2 separate regions of the Mus musculus genome follow, and region 2 is linked to region 1. Evidence: chromatin contacts called from public Hi-C data. All regions are on one chromosome and are shown on one strand. The core of a region is the stretch at or near the end of the contact, and the rest is flanking DNA. Distances in the headings are between cores, read along the strand shown. Region 1 holds the start of Cfap298 (cilia and flagella associate protien 298). Region 2 holds the start of Psmg1 (proteasome (prosome, macropain) assembly chaperone 1).

Region 1 (4,971 bases), core at 1,150-3,649:
GGTTTGCCTGTGAACGTCAAGAGGGAAATCAAGACTCTACCTGGGCCATTCGTGTGGTATTTTGTATTAAGAATCTTCCCACATTTAATCCCAGCACTTGGGACACAGAGGCAGGCAGATCTCTGAGTTCAACCCACCCACCCCGTTGGTTCTGCTCAGCCAGAGCTGTAAGACCAGACCAGAACCACTGCAGTGTGAAACCCTTGCCAGGGCTGAGATCAGCTGTGACTAAGAAAATAACAATATCGTTAAGACAAAAACCTTCTGGGATAAGCTTCCTGAGGGTCAACGGACAGAGCTGTTGTCTAGAGGGGGCCAAAGCCCGCTCATGCCTGCAGCCAAACTTGGCCAAGTGTATGCACCTTCCAGATGGTACTGATTGTGAGGGCATGAAGAGTCATGGAGAACAGTAGAGGCTGGGCATAGGAAGAGGCCAGGTCAAACTTCAGTTTCAGGGAAACCCCAGGATTGAAAGGATCATGGAGAGAGGCTGAGGCCTGGCATCATGATGCAGGGTGAGAGAGCCCAAAGAGAGGCCAAGAGGCAATCGGTGCCATTGGTAAGGGGAAGCCTGCGGTTCCGGCAGTTTGGAAATGCCAACACCATGGGATGACCACCAAGGACAGCAGCAGCTACGGAGTGGAGCCAGCCTCAGCCTGTGAGATGTGTTCTGTGGGCCCTGCAGAGCAGAGGGAGCGGAGAAGACCCTGAGTCCCGCACCTCTGACAGCGAGCTTCACAGGGCTGCACTTCAGTTCTCCTTCCAGTGCGAGTGCGCTCATGGTCTTCCCTCTTGGAGTGAGATTAGGTCTTTTTACAGGTGCCCGGTAATGGATATTACAGAGAGGTTTGAACTTTGAAAGAGACTGCATTTTTAAAGTGAAAAAATTTAAAAGCCTGTGGAACTTCTGAAAGTTGGAATTTGTTTTATATTGAGATATCCATATTAATAAGGTCTTGGGGATAAACAAAAAGGAGAGGGTTATGGTTTCATGGTGATATGTCGATTGGTGTTGACAAGGAAGCAATTGGTTCTGCTTGGCTTTTGTTGACCTGGCATGAACATAGACGTATCTAGGAAGAAGGAACCTCAACTGAGAAAATGTCTATTTCAGACTGTTTGTAGGCAAGTCTGTAGGTAAGGCATTTTCTCAATGACAGTAAGGGGGGGGGGGGTAGCACTCTCCGGGTGGTATCACCCCTAGGCAAGTGGTCCTGGGTGGTATGAGAAAGCAGGCTGAGCAAGTCGTGAGGCGCAGGCCAGGGGCAGTGATCCTCCATGGTATTTGCTTCAGTGCCTACCTCTGTGTAGATTCACCCATGCAATTCTTGTTTTTTTTTTTTTTTTTTTTTTTTTTTTGAGACAGGGTTTCTCTGTATAGCCCTGGCTGTCCTGGAACTCACTTTGTAGACCAGGCTGGCCTCGAACTCAGAAATCCGCCTCTCTCTGCCTCCCAAGTGCTGGGATTAAAGGCGTGCGCCACCACCGCCTGGCTCACCCATGCAGTTCTTACATGCTGCCCCACACTTTCGGTTTATGATGTTAAAGACCCGGAGGTTCCCCCCACCCCCTAAATGTTTTACTTTTAATATGTCATTTAATATTGAGCCTTCTTTGAAAGCAGTTAAGTTTGATTATATATATAAAACGGGTCTTAAGGCGTTCTCTATAATGTAAAAATCATGTGTTTCCTAGGAGACAGAAAACAACACCAAGGCTCTCCCGGTGAGAACTTTCATGGGCGGCTTCAAAGCGAAGAGACTCAAGGGCCAGGGCTTTTAGCGTCTCAAACTGTCCCCCTTCCCTGCAGCCACCACTCACTCCACCCTCACCCTTGACAACTCCCACCGTCCCCGATCCCTCAGCTCCGTCCCGCCACCTTTCGACCCAGTACGTTCGCACTTCCCGGAAGCCCAAATCCCGGCTTAGCTCAGCCTCACTTGGCATCCCGGCTGCTCTCCTCCGAGTCGGCGGTTGGCTGGCGAGCCTGGGTTTCCTCCAGCCGTTGGTCTTTCATCCCCGGTCAACCCTGATGCTCCTTTCCCACCCCGGGCTACGGCAAATCTCCCCAAATCCTCGCGACCCCGGGCGCTGCCCCCTGACCCCGAAGCCGCCGGCCTCCCTTTCCGCACCTGAGCAGAGCCGGTGCACCTTCAGCCGCCCGTTGTAGACGCGGGCCACCTGCGCCGTGAGCTCTTCCAGCTCCGTGCTCCCGGGCGCCTGCAGTAAGAACTGGCTCTCGTCGCCTCTCTTCACGTGCAGCACAACCATGGCTGCGCCAGAGGCGCCGCCGAGGTGGCAAGGCTGCGGGGCAGGGACCACGAGGCCCGAGCCGGGTCGGCCGGACCCACACCAGCCTGAGATTAACCGCTGCTCCGAGGAGGAACCGTGGAACGCGGCTCACGCTTCAGCCCGGAGGGATGAAGAAAACGGCGCACGCTCGCGGAAGTGGCTGTTGCCAGGGGCAACAGTCAAACATTGAGCTCGTGCCCAGTTAGAACTCGCGCCTGGAAGGCCGGAGGCGCTGAAGAACAGGTTGTGCGGGCCGCACAGTCGCCGCTCCCGGAAGTAGCTGTTGCCCGGGCAACCAAAACCCAAACTAACAGCTAGAGGCCTGTGCGGACGGTCCGGGGACTCGGGAGATGTCCGCTGGAGGAGCATGGCGACTCCTGGATTAAGAATGAGAGCGAGCGCTGGGCACTATGGGAGCATAGCCGCCGCCAAACTCAGACTGGTTTCGCGCAGGCACGGATCGCTTCCGGAAATGCCTTCTGCTTTGGGTCTCCGGTCAAAAAGTGGGGAGCGCTGCTGCTGTGCAGAGCTCATTTAGTTCCACAGCTGTCTATCGCCCGTCCCATGGAGTCTCGGTCCCCCACAATCTCAGATAGGGCAAGCGGGCGCAGCGCTGTTCTTCCAGGGCGCTCAGACACAGCTGAGGATCCCATTTTAGTGTTATAAAGAGAAAACAAATGGATGGAAGAAAATCAAATAGAGGAGTAAAGAAAATTAGCAAAGAAAATTAACCTGTGCTTTGAAATGATCTCAAACTCATAGTTTCGCTAAATGGTGAGGGTTTTTTGTTTGTTTGTGGTGATGGCACATTAAATTTTTTACTTGCCAATGGAAATTCCTGGAAAGAAGCTGTGTAATAAAAACAGCAGTGATGTGGAGAGGCTGTGAATCTGCGGGTCCAGACTGATTACCTTGTCTCTGTTAGCTATAGCTCCTAGAACAGACGTCCATTGCCCTCCTATGGGTCAGAAATAACTTGCATATAGGCTCTGAAATCTATAAACGTAGCTTTCACTAACCCAAAAGTTAAGAATATCGTCAAATAGCATCTGGTAACTAAAGAAAAACTTCGTCTTACTGTATATGCCTCTCTGGCATTTCCACCAATGTATTTTAAACTTGCCATGACTTACGACTTTGTCTTAGAGAGCTACAAAACTTTGTGAACATGGAATTTGGGGTAACCCAAATCTGTCATGGTCATTCATTCAAATTTGGCTTCAGAATAAACTACCTCTTATTCCCTGCATGTATTATGTGCACACACACACACACACACACACACACGAATGTGGGAGTGCACACATGCATAGAGAGAAAAAAAAACCTCTTCCCTTTTGAGTAAAGAAGTCAGCTGGTGATAAAGACATATTTATTTCATATGACAGCACATCTCACAAGATATGTACAGAATGTATACCAGCAACTTTAATACTGTACTTCTATAAAGTATATAGTTATAAATACTGTATGCCACATAAGCGATAAACCTCTTACATACATATAAACAGCAATCTACTAGAGAGAACAGAGACTCACAGAGATTCTTAGTGTCTGTTTTCTGCTTTGACCAGACCTGGCAAATACACACGATGTCGAGTTCTTTGTAGCAAACTTTAACTTGCTTTGTGCGTTTCAGCAGCTACCAGACTTCCTGACAAGGCAGAGCTATTGCTCTGCAGACATTACAGTGGTTCACACCTGAGGGAGTCACTGCTCAGGGCTGCGATCCACACTGCTTCAGTTTTCTAAAGTGGATTAGCTTGCTAATGGGGAGTGGATACCATACACACTACTCACACAGATGTTACAGCCACAATCTCAACAAGTTAATTCACATTTTGAAGCACACTGCTCTAGTAATACTGCAGTTTAAAAGCTACTACTGTTGAAATGATTAGAACCCCAACAAGCACGATCTAAAACTCACAAGAGTTATTGCTAACAGCGAGTGATGGCTGCAGCAGAGTTACTTCTATAAACACAGGATTGTGATAACACTGAGCATTTGCAAAGGTGCTCTGTCCTAACAGATCTGCTCTAGGAGAGAAGTGCGATGCAGCCTGCTGTGCTTTTACACGGAGGTGAGGGCAGCCATACGTCCTTTCTAATCTTACAATACACATCTTTAAAGGTTCAGGTAGGTAGATGTAGGAACGTGGGTGTAAGCACATAACTCTCTTTTTATATAAAGAGAACATTAAGTCTTAATGGGTAAGGATGTTTTAACTTCAGCTGACTGACAACCAACTGACCAAACAATAGCTTAGGGAGTTTTCTGACTGGCTTAACTAATGATATCAAAATACTATGTTTTTGTTGTTTTGTTTTTTTTTTGTTTGTTTGTTTTTTGTTTTTGTTTTTTTGTAAAAATTCCATGTATTTTTTCCCACAAAATTAATAAACGTAAGATCAGTTGCATACTGGCAGTGCAGGAGACAAAATCCACAGCTAATTTGAGGTATAGCCTCTAAAGCCTTAAAGCAGCATCATGGATGTGCTATGTAGCCTCTTACATGGGAGAACATACACTGGACATGTTCCTAATTCAGACCACTCAACAGCTGAAAGCAGAGCTCCAGGCAACTGGCAAACAGAAAGGTATGGAAGGGCAAAGGGCCACGCAGAGAAAAGAGCACACGGACAATGTTCCTCCGTGAAGCTGGTGGTGTGCGCCCA
Region 2 (4,971 bases), core at 1,272-3,771, 5.1 Mb after region 1:
AACAAAAAAAAAAGCACGGATTTAAATTTTTTTGTTGATGTTTTGTTTTTTAAGACAAGGTTTCTCTGGGTAGCCTTGGCTGTCCTAGAACTCAACCTGTAGACTAGGCTGGCCTTGAACTCATGAAGTCCACCTGTCCTTCCTCCCATGTGCTGGGATTGAAGGAGTGCACCACCACACCTGGCATAAATTTCTTTTTAAAACATTAAAGACCTTCTAATTGGACCACTTTGGAGCCAACAAAATTTGAGGCTGAGGAGTGAAAAGTCTCCACTCTCCACAAAGAACTACACACAGGGAGTGGACTTGTCCACAGACTCTGCACCAGTCTCACAATGTAAGATTCTTCTAAAAACAATTAGGCAAGCAGACCTTTATATAATGGGCGAGTCTACTGCCTACTTACACAGTCTCTAAGTACTACGGCTCACTTACAGGGCAAGAGCTCCTAACTAGAGTTCTCAAATGATCTCCTCAGAGACTGCAAACCCAGTGAAATTATAAAGATCTCCATGTGTACTGACATACAACACTGATCCAAGTAAACTCACATTACTCTACTTTGAACCTACCAGGTCAATAAGTGCATTCAAAGACCTTAGAACTGAAGTGTTCCAGATGTAAGCAATTACTGCTAGACCTGTGGACACCATAACAAACTGGAAAACAGGGCCTTGAACTGTAATTCTGAAGCTAAGCATATTTCCTTTAAATCTCATTACAAAGATGGAAAGAACAGGCAATCTATCCTACATGAAGTAAAACGACTGTGGCTTTTGAAGACAGGCTTCACGGAGCCCATCTTGGCCTTGGAACTTCTTCATGCTCTCTTCTGCCACTTCCCACCTGCTGAGTGCTCGGATTTCATTGTGCCCAGTTCACATGGTACTGGGATTCAAACCCAAGGTCTTGTGATTGACAGGCAAGCACTCTATCACCTGAGCCACATGCCCAGGACCTGTTGTGAACTTTTTAAAATACGTAAGATACATGCAGAAGGACCTTCGAGTCCATTCTTCCAACGGGACATATACTCCTGACACTGGCACTTACCTGTTGCGTTGCTTCCTACTGCAATTATAAACTTGGAGCAAGGGTGTGTCTCTAGGAGCACAGCCTCCAGAGATGTTTCTGTCTGTCTTCGGAGAAGCCGAACCTCCCTAACAGCAAGAGACAAAAGTGAACAAATATGACTGTGACCACCAGTTCACTGTAAGAGATGGTGATGGGCAGAATGACAGTCAGATTAAGAGATTAAGTGATAGGTGCTATATAGAGCTGGATGTATAAATAGATGGAAGACAGATGAGATCGATGGTAGACATGTTACTTATAGATATTTATATGGGTAGTAGAAAGGTGCTATATTTACATATACATGGATGGATAAATAGGTAGGTGATAGAAGACAGAGATGAGTGGATAGTTGGATGGATAGATGGTGTTAGATAAAATAATCAGTGTCCTTGGTGCCCTTGCAAATGGATAAAACACTTTCTTTTTATGAGTAAAACTACTAACAAACTTCATACTAGCCTGACACACACAATGCCAGCACCCACAAGCCAGACACAATGTAAAAAGACACTAAAAGCATCTCCAACACTCCAGCCCGCAAAATGCTGAATGTGACCAAGACTTCAAACAAACGTTCAAGCATTTAGCTGTGGCAAAAGTAAGCTAAGACTGACCATCAGACAAATCAGGGCTCTCGGGAAGAGTGTGAGAAGTGAGAGGGAGCTGTCAAATGAAACGAACTGCCAAAAGTGTCTGTCGTTGACACAATCACCGGGAAGTGTATTTTAAAAATCTAGGTGAATTTGACTGTGGACTGGTATGATACTGAAAACGTGTTATTAGCAAACGTGGGGTAGGGAAGGTGCTAAGTTGCCAACACAAACATGACGACCCAAGTTCTGATCCGAGAACCCGCCTAAAAGCTCAGAATGGAGGTACTGAAAAAATAGGAGAATCAACAAAGTTTAATTATGTGCATATTTTATGTGTGGGTTTGCTCTAGAGTACAAATAATTGAGACAGCATGCTTAGGAAGACGTGTGGGGAGTCCTAATCGGAAACTCGTAGGGGTGGTGGGAGAGGAAATGAATGTGGTAAAACCTTGACCAAGGAAGGGGCTGGCGTGACCTGACTTCTGTGTCTGAAAGTAGTTTTGAAAGAAATACGGCCGACATGCGGCGTGACCTAAAGTGCACGGTGGAGGGCGAGCATCGCTGGGCTGCCGACGTCCCAGCGTGAACGCAGGGCACCCTGCAGGCCGACACCGCCTGACGCTCGCAGCCTTCCGGGAGCCTGACCTCTTCCGCGCCAGCTGCCGCCGGACCTCCCGGTCCTCCGGCGTGTCCCGCCTGCTCTGCTCCTCCTCCTCTTCTTCCTCCTCAGTCCCAGCTCTGCACGGCGCCTTCACCACCTCGCCAAAGAACGTGGCAGCCATGGTCCCTCAGCTCCGCGCGGCCAGACAGCGCATGCGCGCCGGCCCGCAGTCACGCCCCCTCCAAGCCACGCCCCCACCCCGCCTCCGAGCGAGGATACGCCTTCCGTGGGGGGAGGGGGGAGAACCTAAGAGCTTCCGGTCCGCCGCGAGAAATGTCCCGCGGCGCGCTTCCGTCATCCTGTTAACCGGGGCACGCAGCGCCCGCTCCACACCCGGCGACCCTCCTGCAAGGACCCACCCGTGGAGGAAACCCAGAGCTGCGGGTGAAGCACAGACAGCTCCAGGGTTGATGACTGCAAGCGGATTCAGAGAACATGAGTGAGGCTGCAAGGCTAGGCTTTTTAAAACCTGGCCATATGTAACTCATAGACCGTGTTTTCTACTTTAATGACAGGAAGAATGTGTGTTTCTGGTTTGTGTGCTGGAAGACAAAGAGCTCCACCGAATGCTGCTCCCACGAGAAAAAGGGTAACTGGCACCTCAGTGGGAAATAAAAACACATTCTAGATTTGCTTGTGAGGAAATGGAGACTGCATTGCCCAGGGTAAAATGTTTGGGGATCAGAGGGTCCTTTAAAAATCAAAACTCTTGGAAAGTTGTTTAAAAATCTCTCACAATGTAGAAAAACGATGCTTCAAGTCTACTGGGAGGAAAAAGCATATCAATCTTAACATACATACTCACTGGTTAATAAAAAGCAGATGAATGCCGGGCAGTGGTGACACACACCTTTAATCCCAGCACCCGGGAGGCAGAGGCAGATGGATTTCTGAGTTCAAGGCCATCATGGTCTACAGAGGGAGCTCCAGGACATCCTTTGGCTACACAGAGAAACCCTGTCTAGAAAAACCAAAGAAATAAATAAAAAGCAGATGTATACCAACTAGAACACTTTGTGTGTAACTATAGCACACACACAAGATTCTCAGTGTGGTGTCTTTAAGACTCAGATTCCAGGGTTAGTAGAAGCGAGCTGAAGAGCAGATGTCCCTGGCTGTCTCTTTGCTGGTTTCTTAAGCGGATACTTTGCTGATAAAGATACTCGATTTGATTTCTCACTCACACATGAAAAAAGCACCAACAGAAATCTGAAGCGTGTTGGTAAATCATAGGGAAGTGGTGGCTTGTCGGCACACATTTGCAGGAGGGATTTTACTACAGTGTTACTCCATTCAGTCACAATAAAGAGACCAAACACTTTAAAGGGTAAATAAAAATATGTTCCAATTAAAGGCCAGAAAGGGATTCCATTATAAAAGGCTGGACAGGATCAGACAGCAAGATGTAACTTCAGATCTTCAATTCACACTGCCAAAATTCACAGGTCTTCATTAGACTGATATATTTTCATTTCATGGCATTTCTTGAGGATATAATTGCTCAATAAGTAATTCTATGACATTTGGGATTGGACATTTAAATTTTTCATTAAAGCTCAAAATAAATAAATAAATAAACCAAACCCATGCACCAAAGAGGAGGAAGGGAACTCTTCCTGTGCTTGTAGCAAGATGCTGAAGATTTCAGAGTGAGTTACAAAAAGACACACACTATGTTAGAATTCTGAGTTGTGTTTTTGTTTTAAGCAGGCATGCAACCACAAACAAGTTTCTCAAGTAATCTGGACACTTTGGCCATACATATAACTGAAAAAAATGTGCATTACTGTTAATGAAAAATACACACCCCTAGGTTCCATTGTTTTTTTGATTTATACATGCAAGTTATGCCTAATAGTCACAGCTATTTTTAATTGGAAAAACAAACTGTTGAAGACAAGTTTCTCCAGTAACATGATAAAAAGACTTGACAGTACATTCACAGGTCACATCTGGTGACCTTAATGTCAACAAATAGCCATGAACAACGAACTAAAGTCCACATCCTCTGTAGGCAAAACATTTGTAGCACAACGACCAGAGGCCAGACTCCCCGACACTTGGCTTGTTAGTGAGCCTGAAATGAACCTGCAGTGTCACATTCTAACTTCTAAGGAACAGCAGAGAAACGTAAGAAATAGGATCCAACTGCATCACCTTAAGCGATGAGTGCATCTTGTTCTAATTTCTGACCACAAGTCTGGCCTTTACATCTTTGCTGCTACATAGAAGAAATAAAGTGTAATAGTCACATTGAGAACTTTCTTAGAAAGATACATTCCCTGAATTACTCATACCAGGTAGCTATCATTCAGTATGAATTCCAATGTTATAAATAAGACATTAATGACAGTCTTTCCCACACTCCTCTTCAGAAGTCAGTAACACCCCAGGATTTACTCTCTCAGTTCCCAGGGATGTGCACTACATAAATCAGACCCAGTTAAAATTCAGCAGTCACATGGGCTTACTGCTCCCTCCTTTGGAAATGGCCTAGTTTTCAGTCTGTGAGGGCAAACCATTGAAATTAGCATTGTTTCCCCATATATCCCACATGCTTTTATTTCTCTAGAGGACCAAGCTGCGTCAAGCCTTTGCTTTACATTCAGTGGGTCCTTCTGCTTTCTCACCTGACAACAC

The links. Hi-C and Micro-C count contacts between places; a contact is called where the count stands out from the background.
Region 2: a contact with region 1 is called in a Hi-C map of rod photoreceptor, with 5 times the contacts expected there. The contact joins the promoter of Psmg1 here to the promoter of Cfap298 in region 1. A contact is called at or near these places in 2 of 39 promoter capture datasets (erythroid cells and pre-B cells), 5 of 484 Hi-C or Micro-C datasets (CD4 T cells, neutrophils, regulatory T cells and 2 more) and 1 of 9 other capture datasets (liver).

Annotation. Positions count from the first base shown.
Region 1 is chr16:90,932,450-90,937,420 of GRCm38.p6, forward strand. It overlaps Cfap298 (cilia and flagella associate protien 298), which reads right to left and starts at 2,400. Exons shown (of 7, transcript NM_026502.2): 1 at 2,133-2,400. The coding sequence starts at 2,271. Synj1 (synaptojanin 1) reads right to left here. Exons shown (of 32, transcript NM_001164483.1): 32 at 3,648-4,971.
Region 2 is chr16:95,988,439-95,993,409 of GRCm38.p6, forward strand. Psmg1 (proteasome (prosome, macropain) assembly chaperone 1) reads right to left here and starts at 2,522. Exons shown (of 7, transcript NM_019537.3): 1 at 2,316-2,522; 2 at 1,054-1,160. The coding sequence starts at 2,452. Brwd1 (bromodomain and WD repeat domain containing 1) reads right to left here. Exons shown (of 42, transcript NM_145125.3): 42 at 3,654-4,971.